Linked DNA regions of Sus scrofa: region 1 is linked to region 2. A link is a contact called in public HiChIP or PLAC-seq data. All regions are on one chromosome and are shown on one strand. Each heading gives the region's core, a stretch centred on a gene start, on an enhancer-like site or on the middle of the called end of the contact. The rest is flanking DNA. Distances are from core to core; before and after follow the strand shown. Region 1 holds the start of MRPL38 (39S ribosomal protein L38, mitochondrial). Region 2 holds the start of EXOC7 (exocyst complex component 7).

Region 1 (4,499 bases), core at 1,664-4,163, 180 kb before region 2:
ATGTGGTACAATGGAATACTACTCAGCCAGAAAAAGGAATGAAATAATGCCGTTCGCAGCAATACGTACGCAACTAGAGATTCTCATAAAGGAAGTAAATCAGAAAGAGAAACAAATATCACATGATATCACTTATATACGGGAATTTAAAATAGGGTACAAATGCACCTATCTACAAAACAGAAAGACATAAAGAACAGACTTGTGGGAGTTCCCATCGTGGCTCAGCGGAAATGAATCTGACTAGTATCCCAAACTAGGATGCAGGTTTGATCCCTGGCCTCGCTCAGTGGACTAAGGATCCGGCACTGCTGTGGCTGTGGCGTAGGCTGGCGGCTATAGCTCTGATTCGAGCCCTAGCCTGGGAACTTCCATTCGCCATGGGTGCGGCCCTAAAAAGAAAATAAAAAGAACAGACTTGTGGTTGCCAAGGGGGTGGGGGTAAGGAATGGGAGGAACTGGGTGGGAGTCTGGGGTTAGCAGAAGCAAAGCATTACATTGCGAATGGATAAACAAGAAGGTCTGGATAGATCATGATGGAAAAGCATATAAAAAACAAATGCAGGAGTTCCTGCTGTGGCTCAGTGGGTTAAGAACCTGACTAGTATCCATGTGGATGGGGGTTCAATACCCTTGCTCAGTGGGTTAAGGATCCGGCATTACCATGAGCTGTGGTGTAGGTCATAGACATGGCTTGCATCTGATGTTGCTGTGGCTGTGGTGTAGGCTGGCAGCTGTAGCTCCAATTGAACCCCTAGCTTGGGACCCTCCATATGCTGTGGGTGCGGCCCTAAAAAGCAAAAAAAAAAAAAAAAAAAAAACCAAAATAATCAAATTCTGAATCAGCAGGTGAGCATGGGGCTTGAGACTCTGCATTTCTCCCAAGCTCCCAGGTACTGCCCATGCTGCTGGTCTCAGAACACACTCTGAATAACAAGGCCCTAGAAAACTTTCAATCCAACACGTTTTCCCATTTACATTAGACAAAGACAATAAGAAACATACATTGAACTCTCAACAAGAATGACGTTAGTCTAAGAATTCCAATGAACTGCTTCCTTTCATCCTCACAGCAAATCTGTGACACACAGTCATATAGATATACAGATATAAGTTTTTTTATTTTAAGGCCAAACCAGCGGCATATGGAAGTTCCTGAATCAGGGACTGAATCCCAGCCAACAGCTGGAGCCTTCAACCCACTGCGACCAGGGATTGAACCTGTTCTTCAGCAGCAACCTGAGCAGCTGCTGTCGGATTCTTAACCTTTTTTTTTTTTGTCTTTTTGCTATTTCTTTGGGCCGCTCCAGCGGCATATGGAGGTTCCCAGGCTAGGGATTGAATCGGAGCTGTAGCCACCGGCCTACGCCAGAGCCACAGCAACTCGGGATCCGAGCCGCATCTGCAACCTACACCACAGCTCACGGCAACACCGGATCGTTAACTCACTGAGCAAGGGCAGGGATCGAACCCGCAACCTCATGGTTCCTAGTCGGATTCGTTAACCACTGCGCCACGACGGGAACTCCTGCTGTCGGATTCTTAACCCACTGCACCAAGGCGGGAACTCCAGCATAATCATTCATTTTATTAAAATTGTAAACTGAGGAAATTCAGCCTCAGGAAAGTCACTCCCAAGAGGCTGATTTTTGTTTAACAACTTTGTAGATTCCATGTGTGTGCCCTTAACCACACCATTAAAACTCCACCCATAAATGCCTAGCTTTTTTTTCAGTAGGACTGAATCCAGGGCATATGCAAGTTCCCAGGCTAGGGGTCTAGTCAGAGCTACAGCTGCAGCCTACACCACGGCTCACAGCAACACCAGATCCTACCCACTGAGCGAGGCCAGGGATGGAACCCGCGTCTTCATGGACACTAGTCGGGTTCGTTACCCCTGGGCCACAAGGGGAACTCCCATAAATGCCTTCTAAAAGGATGCACTCACTAAGTGTAGGTCCCTCAAAGGCAGGAATCCTGGGTCATTTTGCCCAGGGCTTTTAGTTTAATTCAGCAAAGTATTGCACACCTACGTGCCAAGCACTGTGCGCGTGCAAGATCCATGGCGGTCATGTGTGGCCGGGACTACACGAAGAGTGCACAGAAGGGCACTCTAATCTGGAATGGGTGGGGGGGTGAGGGGGCTGCTCAGGAAAGCATTTTAGGAGTAGAAATATCTAAGGGGAACTCTCACATTCTGACGGAAGGGAATTTTCCAGATACAAGGACCAGAGGGTGTGAAAAATCCTGGAGGGACTAAACCACCCCAGTGCGGACGGGAATGCGGGCAGGCCCCCTCCCCCGAGTCCCCGGAAGGCGGGGTCACAGCCCAGCTCCTCCCCGCACCTGACTCCTCCCCGAAATGCTCCCGGTAGGTCCGCCACCAATGCGGCTTCCGCGCCTCCTGCTCCGCCCGGCGCCGGTAGCGGTCGAAGCTGCGGTACTTCTTCAGTCGCTCTAGGTCGCTCACATCGATGTCCTCGTTGGGCATCGGCCCCAGCGGAGCGGCCCGGCGGCTCAGGGCGGCTGCGGACAGAGAGCGGGACGTCAGGCAGGCTCCGGGCCGGCCTCGCGGAGGCGGGAGGCGAACGCGGGCTCAAGCCCCAGGGTTCAGCTCTTCGGGGACCTGCAAGAGCCCTCACCTGAGGTGCTGAAGCCCCGCCACCGCCGACTTGCGCACAGCGCGGCTCGCCACCAGGGCGCCGCCATCTTCGCTCAGGCCGCCGCCGCCGCCGCCGCCGCCGCCGCCGCCCGCAGGACCCGGCAGAGGTGGCCGGAGCCGCGCCTGAGCGCACGGCGCAGGCCCCGCCCCGAGCCCTAAAGCCCCGCCCCGAGCCCTAAAGCCCCGCCCCCACTCAAGCCCCAAGACCTTCCCGGAATCCACGAGCTCCTGCCTCCAGGCCAGAGCTGGCCGTCGCCCAGGGCGGGCGGCCTCCGGAAGTGCCCGGTGGGCGGCGGGGCGGAGCTGCGAGCGGTGTGGGCCCCCGGCTCGCAGCCTGCCACCAGGGGGAGGTACAGACTTGGGGCCGTCGGCGGGCTTCCGCCTCCACTCGAGAGGTTGGCGCTCTGTGGGGCCCTGGGTCCTGCTCATAAGGGTCACCCATCCTTAAAGGCGGCGGCATCCTGAGCTCCCAGTTGGTGTGGCAGCACAGGCAGGAGGAGGTGCGAGGATGCATTCAGGAGTCCGCCTGCTTGGGTTCAAATCCCAGATTGTGTGTGACCTCGTTTGGAAAAAAAATGCGAGTGCTAACAGTGTTTCCCTCCTAGTGTGGTTTAAAGGGGGTAGATGGGGAGTTCCCATTGTGGCTTAGTGGGTTAAGAACCCTACTAGTATCCATGAGGATGTGGGTTCAAACCCTGGCCTCACTCAGTGGGTTAAGGATCCGGCCTTGCCACGTGCTGCAGAGGCTTAGGTCCCAGATGGGGCTGGTGGTGTGGCTGTGGCTGTGGTGTAGGCTGGCAGTTGAAGCTCCTATTCTATCCCCTCTCGGGGAAACCCGTATGCCACAGGTGTGGCCTTAAAAAGAAAAGAAAGAGGAGTTCCTGTCGTGGCCCAGCGGAAACAAATCTGACCAGGAACCACGAGGTTGTGGGTTCAATCCCTGGCCTCGCTCAGTGGATTAAGGATCCGGCATTGCCGCGAGCTGTGGTATAGGTCACAGATGTGGCTTGGATCCTGCGTTTCTATCATCCACACAGAAGTGACCTGGTCAAGACAGTGTTTCTGCCTAAATCGTTTCAGAGCTGCATGGCTCTCCTGATCCAGTTCTAACAAGATAAAACTTGATACCCCAGGTGATCTGGCCCCACTTCTGCTCTGGCCCCTCTGTCCTGGAACTCAACCCAATTCTTTGTAAGCAGGCAAGGGCTCATGTGCCCAAGGTGCCAAAAGCCAAACTCTGATGGTGGGTTTGCAACAAGGTAAAAGTATTGTCACACCGAGCAAGGGAGTGGAAGACAAGCCTCAGATTCACTTTAACTTTTTTTTTTTTTGACCACCATGTGCAGCAGCTTGATGTGGGATCTCAGTTCCCAAACCAGGGATGGAACCCGGGCCATAGCCATGGAAGTGCCAAGTCCTAACTACTAGGGAACTCCCTCACCTTGCTTTGAGTTATTATTGTTTTTTAGGGCTGCACCAGGGGCATATGGAGGTTCCCAGGCTAGGGGTCAGATCAGAGCTACAGCTGGTAGCCTATACCACAGCCACAGCAACGCAGATCCTTAACCCCCTGAACAAGGCCAGGGATTTAACCCATGTTCTCGTGGATTCTAGTTGGGTTTGTTACCATCGAGAACTGCGTTTTTTTTTAAATTTTTTTTAAGGGACGAACAAAGAAGCTGGGGTTAATCATTGCCTTGTGACCTGCAGTTTGGGGAATCATTTGTCTCTGGTTTAGGGATCTTTGGACAGGTGGTCAATGGTTCGGGGATCTGTTAGGTCATCTTGCCCTGGAAAAACAACTGAGTTTACACAGTGCTATCTATCATAGCAACTT
Region 2 (4,619 bases), core at 262-2,761:
GATACTTGTACTCCAATGTGCACTGCAGCACTATACACAATAACCAAGACATGGAAACAACCTAAATGTCCATGGACAGAGGAGTGGATAACGAAGATGTGGTACATATACACCATGGAATATTACTCAGCCGTTAAAAGGAAAGAAAGAACGGCATTTGCAACAACATGGATGGACCTAGAAATGATCATGCTACGTGAAGTGAGTCAGACAGTGAGACACCCACATCAAATGCTCTCACTTATGTGTGGAATCTAAAAAAAGCACACAATGAACTTCTTTGCAGAACAGATGCTGACTCGCAGACTTGGAAAAACTTACGGTTGCCAAAGGAGACAGGTTGGGGGTGGAGGGATGGGCTGGGGGTTTGGGATGGAAATGCTATAAAATTTGGTTGTGATGATCGTTGTACAACTATAAACGTAATAAAATTCACTGCGTTAAAAAAAAAAAAAAATGGAGTTCCCGTCGTGGCGCAGTGGTTAACGAATCCGACTAAGAACCAGGAGGTTGCGGGTTCGGTCCCTGCCCTTGCTCAGTGGGTTAACGATCCGGCGTTGCCGTGAGCTGTGGTGTAGGTTGCAGACGCGGCTCGGATCCCGCGTTGCTGTGGCTCTGGCGTAGGCCGGTGGCTACAGCTGCGATTGGACCCCTAGCCTGGGAACCTCCATATGCCGCGGGAGCGGCCCAAGAAATAGCAACAATAACAACAACAACAACAAAAACAAAAAGACAAAAGACAAAAAAAAAAAAAAAGAAGTGGTAACCTGGCCATCCTACCCTCACTTGAATTGAGGGTGACACATGGCCAGCATCCAACCCACTTAGGTCAGTCTCACTAAGTGTTTGCAGAGGAGAGAAGGAAGCATGGAGAACTTAGGCAGAGATCAGAAAGTCCAGGCCAGCGGGGACTGCAGCATCTGAGGCCAAGGGGCTGACAAGGGGTAAGAGACGTGCCACACTGCTGCGGGAGAAACCCACGCGTCACGGCTGTCACTACCCAGACCAGAACCCCAGCCCTTAGGTCCAGGCACGACCGGGTCGCAGGGTCTCCTCCAGCGCCTGGAAGCCCCCCCAGCTGAGGAGGGGTTACTCACCATGTTCTTGGTGAGCTGGTCGCTCTTCTCCAGACTGTCTCGGATGAAGGACAGCGTCTCCTCCTCCTGGGGGGAGCGCAAAGGAGGACATCACCAGAAGCCGGAGGCTAAAGGAGCTCACCGCTCCCGTGGTCTCGCCCCCTACTCAGTCTCCTGGCAGGGAGTGTCCCCTTCCCACTCCTGACGCCTCCCTGAGTGGATGCCTGGCCCGGATCTCGGCCCCTTCCCCTCCCCCGCCTCCCAGTGCCAGCCCCACCTGCTTCAGCTTGTCCTCGATCTCCCGCCGCCGGGCGGACGCCTCCTGCGGGGGGATCATGGCTTCGACTCTGCGACTCCCACTGCCCAGTACCTCGTCCCAGCTGACCCTCTCGGCTCCCGTTCCTGTCACACCTACTTCCGCCCGTGGCCCCGCCCCGGGGCGCGCTAGTGGTGCCATATTGGGAGTGGCAGGTGGAAGTGCGCCTGCGTAGAACTCAGTACAGCGGTCTGGAGTGGCCATCTTGAGTGTGGCAGGGAGGTGTGGCCTGGATTCTCCTAGGTGAAGGGATTGCTGTTCTCATCAGAGAAGGTTCTTGGGTGGTGTTTTGTCCTGTCGCTGGCAGAACAGTAACAGCTCACTTGGCCGTCTTCGGGGGAAGGTTTACGCCTTTCACAAAATCAATGACGAACTCCTTTCTCCAGATCGAAGTCTGAATCCAGGCACCAATGTCGCCTTTCCCACAAAACGCAGCACAGAGCTTGTCACACACTAGATACCCAATTGTGCCCATTTAATGAACCAAGGACCTGTGTAGTGTCCCTCTTTGGCCCTAAAAGCTCACGGAACAGGCCCAGTGTGCAAGTAACTAGGTTTTGCAGTGGATCCAGAGCATACGTACCTGCAGTAACCTTGAACCAGTCCCCTACCCTCTCCCAACCCCACCCCCGGCCACGCCCCCAAGCTGTATTTAGAGGAGACCCCGCCAAGGAGTTGAGACATTCCGGCAGCCGCAGGAACCAAGGCTTTCTGATTTCCTCCAAGGCCCGTGAGAAATGCTCCCCGTGTGTCTGAATGCATGCATGCCTCAGTCTCTCCCTAAGGACACCACCACCCTGGGCCCCAAGCCCTTAGACAGGTCTCAGATCTCTCAGGCTTCGCCTTGCACTGTTTGCAGACTTATAGTTCTCTACCCACAGCCTGGTCCTCACCAACCCCGCCAGTAAAACCACACAGCCCTCTCCAAAGCAGACACCCTGGCCGGGCTGGGTGGCTCACAAGTCAGGATTATGGTTTCAGATGCTGTTGGGGCCATGGGTGAGCACTCTGTCCCCGACCCCGAGCCTGGGAACCTCCATATACTGTGGGTGCGGCCCTAAAAAGACCAAAAGAAGAAAAATTAAATAAATAAATAAAAGAATGAAAAGACCAGTTTCGGTGATTCCCAGCCCAATGTCAGGCACATGCTGTTGGCAGTGGACACTGATTTGGTAAAAGCTGTGATTCCCTAACTATACTCAGCACAAGCTGCTTCAGCCAAAGGAGAAAGCGGTGTTTCAGCTGCAGCCTCGGTTGCTTGGCTTTCATTCCCAAACTTGTTCAGAGCACAAATGTGAGGGTCGCCTAGAGGCCCCAACTGCCCAACTCTCAGGGATGCTCTTTCTGGGGGGTGGGGGATAGGGAGGAAGCAAGAGCTTGCTCCCTTCACAGCCTGTTTTTTTTTGGGGGGGCGGCCCCTGCACCTGTAGCATATGGAGGTTCCCAGGCTAGGGGTCCAATCAGAGCTACAGCTGCTGGCCTACATCACAGCCACAGCAACGCAGGATCCCAGCCTCATCTGCGACTACACCACAGCTCACGGCAATGCCAGATCCTTAACCCACTGATCGAGGCCAGGGATTGAATTTGCGTCTTCATGGATGCTAGTCGGATCCGTTTCCACTGAGCCACGATGGGAACTCCTCACACACTGTTCTTTAGTTTGGTAACTTCCTAGTTCCATTATAAGAAAGAAAAACTATAATCCAATATCTCTCATGAATACAAATGCAAAAATACTCAAAATGTTAGCAAATAGAATCCAACATGTATAAAAATAAAGTATACATCATGACTACATGGGATTTATTTCAAGTGTGTAAGGCTGGTTCAACATTTGAAAATAAACTAAGATAATCCATCACATGAACAAGCTAAAGAAGAAAAATTATAAGATCCTCCTCCTGCTTTTCTTTTCTTTTAATGTTTACAACATGGAGCCATCTGCATTTTTTTTCTTGGGTGGACACCCAATTGTCCCAATATCATTTCTTCAATAATTAGTCAACCACTAGTTTAAATGCTACCTGTATCATAAATAAGTCCCCATAAGTATTTACGGTATATTCTGTTCAAATGAACTGTTTTTACCTAATTCAGCACCAGTACCAAACCAATTAAGGCCATATAGCTTTATGACTTAATTATATTTATTTTAATATTTGTTGGAGATATTCTTCCTTGGCCCTTTTTTTTTTTTCTCAAAATAAACAAACAACTTCCTAGATACTCTAATTTTGTTTCTTTTTCAAGTGAGCTGTAAATTTATTTTCACACTGCTTTGAATTAAAGTCCTCAAAGAGGCTGGGACATCACTTAGGGATCCATCCCTGCTGGAGGGATGGAGGCAAAGTGTGACCTTGGAGAGGGGGGGCTGGAAGGCTGGACCCGAGCCCTTCCGGCAGAGCCTGTGAAGTGGCCACTGCTAAGAAAAAGGACCCCACAGGCGAAAGGGGGAGCCAGGAGCGGCCAGGACAAAGGAGGCCTGCTGAGGACAGATCAAAGGCAGGCATGAAGCAGCTGAGTGACAAAAGGAGAGGAAGGCTGGGTGACAAGGAGACCTCGGGCCAGCCTTCTAAAGGGCTGCCTCCAGCACCCAGTCTTGGCTGGACACAAAAAGAACGCCCCCCAAATCTGTGATGAGCCCATAAATAAGTTCGTGACAGCTGGACCCAGGAGGGAAAGGGGGGAGCAGGGGCCTGGAGGGAGAACCAAAGGGGTGAGAAAAGCTAGTTGGGTACACATCCTGGAAGGGGAAGCGGGGGAAAGAGGTCAGCTGTACCTCTGGAGGCAACCGAGCCGCTCTGCTTTCAGACTCAAAGCCACACATTCAGAAGAAGCAGAAATGCCCGGCAGGGGTGCAGCTAAAAAGAATCACTGTCTTAGAGTTCTGGTCATGGCTCAGCGGTTAACGAACCCAACTAGTATCCATCAGGACACAGGTTCGATCCCTGGCTTCGCTCAGTGGGTTAAGGATCCCGTGTTACCGTGGCTGTGGCGTAGGCCAGCAGCTACAGCTCCGAATAGATCCCAAGCCTGGGAACCTCCATATGCCACAGGTGCAGCCCCAAAAAGACAAAAAAAAAAAAAAAAAGAATAGACTCGCTGCACTTCCCTGCCCCTCTCTAGACCCCCTGCCCTGTCCTCCCACCCCTCACCTGTCACCTTACCCAGGGCAGGTCCCAGGAGAGGTCTGTGGAGCAGGTGGGAGTCTGGCTTTGGATGCG

What was found. HiChIP or PLAC-seq counts read pairs in DNA pulled down with a chosen protein or histone mark.
Region 1: a contact with region 2 is called in an H3K27ac HiChIP or PLAC-seq map of alveolar macrophages. The contact joins the promoter of MRPL38 here to the promoter of EXOC7 in region 2. A contact is called at or near these places in 1 of 5 promoter capture datasets (fetal liver), 2 of 47 Hi-C or Micro-C datasets (epiblast stem cells and liver) and 2 of 2 datasets of contacts at active chromatin or transcription factors (alveolar macrophages and skeletal muscle).

What each region holds. Positions count from the first base shown.
Region 1 is chr12:5,512,834-5,517,332 of Sscrofa11.1, reverse strand. MRPL38 (39S ribosomal protein L38, mitochondrial) reads right to left here and starts at 2,913. Exons shown (of 9, transcript XM_003131188.4): 1 at 2,643-2,913; 2 at 2,347-2,526. The coding sequence starts at 2,709.
Region 2 is chr12:5,328,387-5,333,005 of Sscrofa11.1, reverse strand. It overlaps EXOC7 (exocyst complex component 7), which reads right to left and starts at 1,511. Exons shown (of 20, transcript XM_003357964.4): 1 at 1,354-1,511; 2 at 1,098-1,163. The coding sequence starts at 1,413.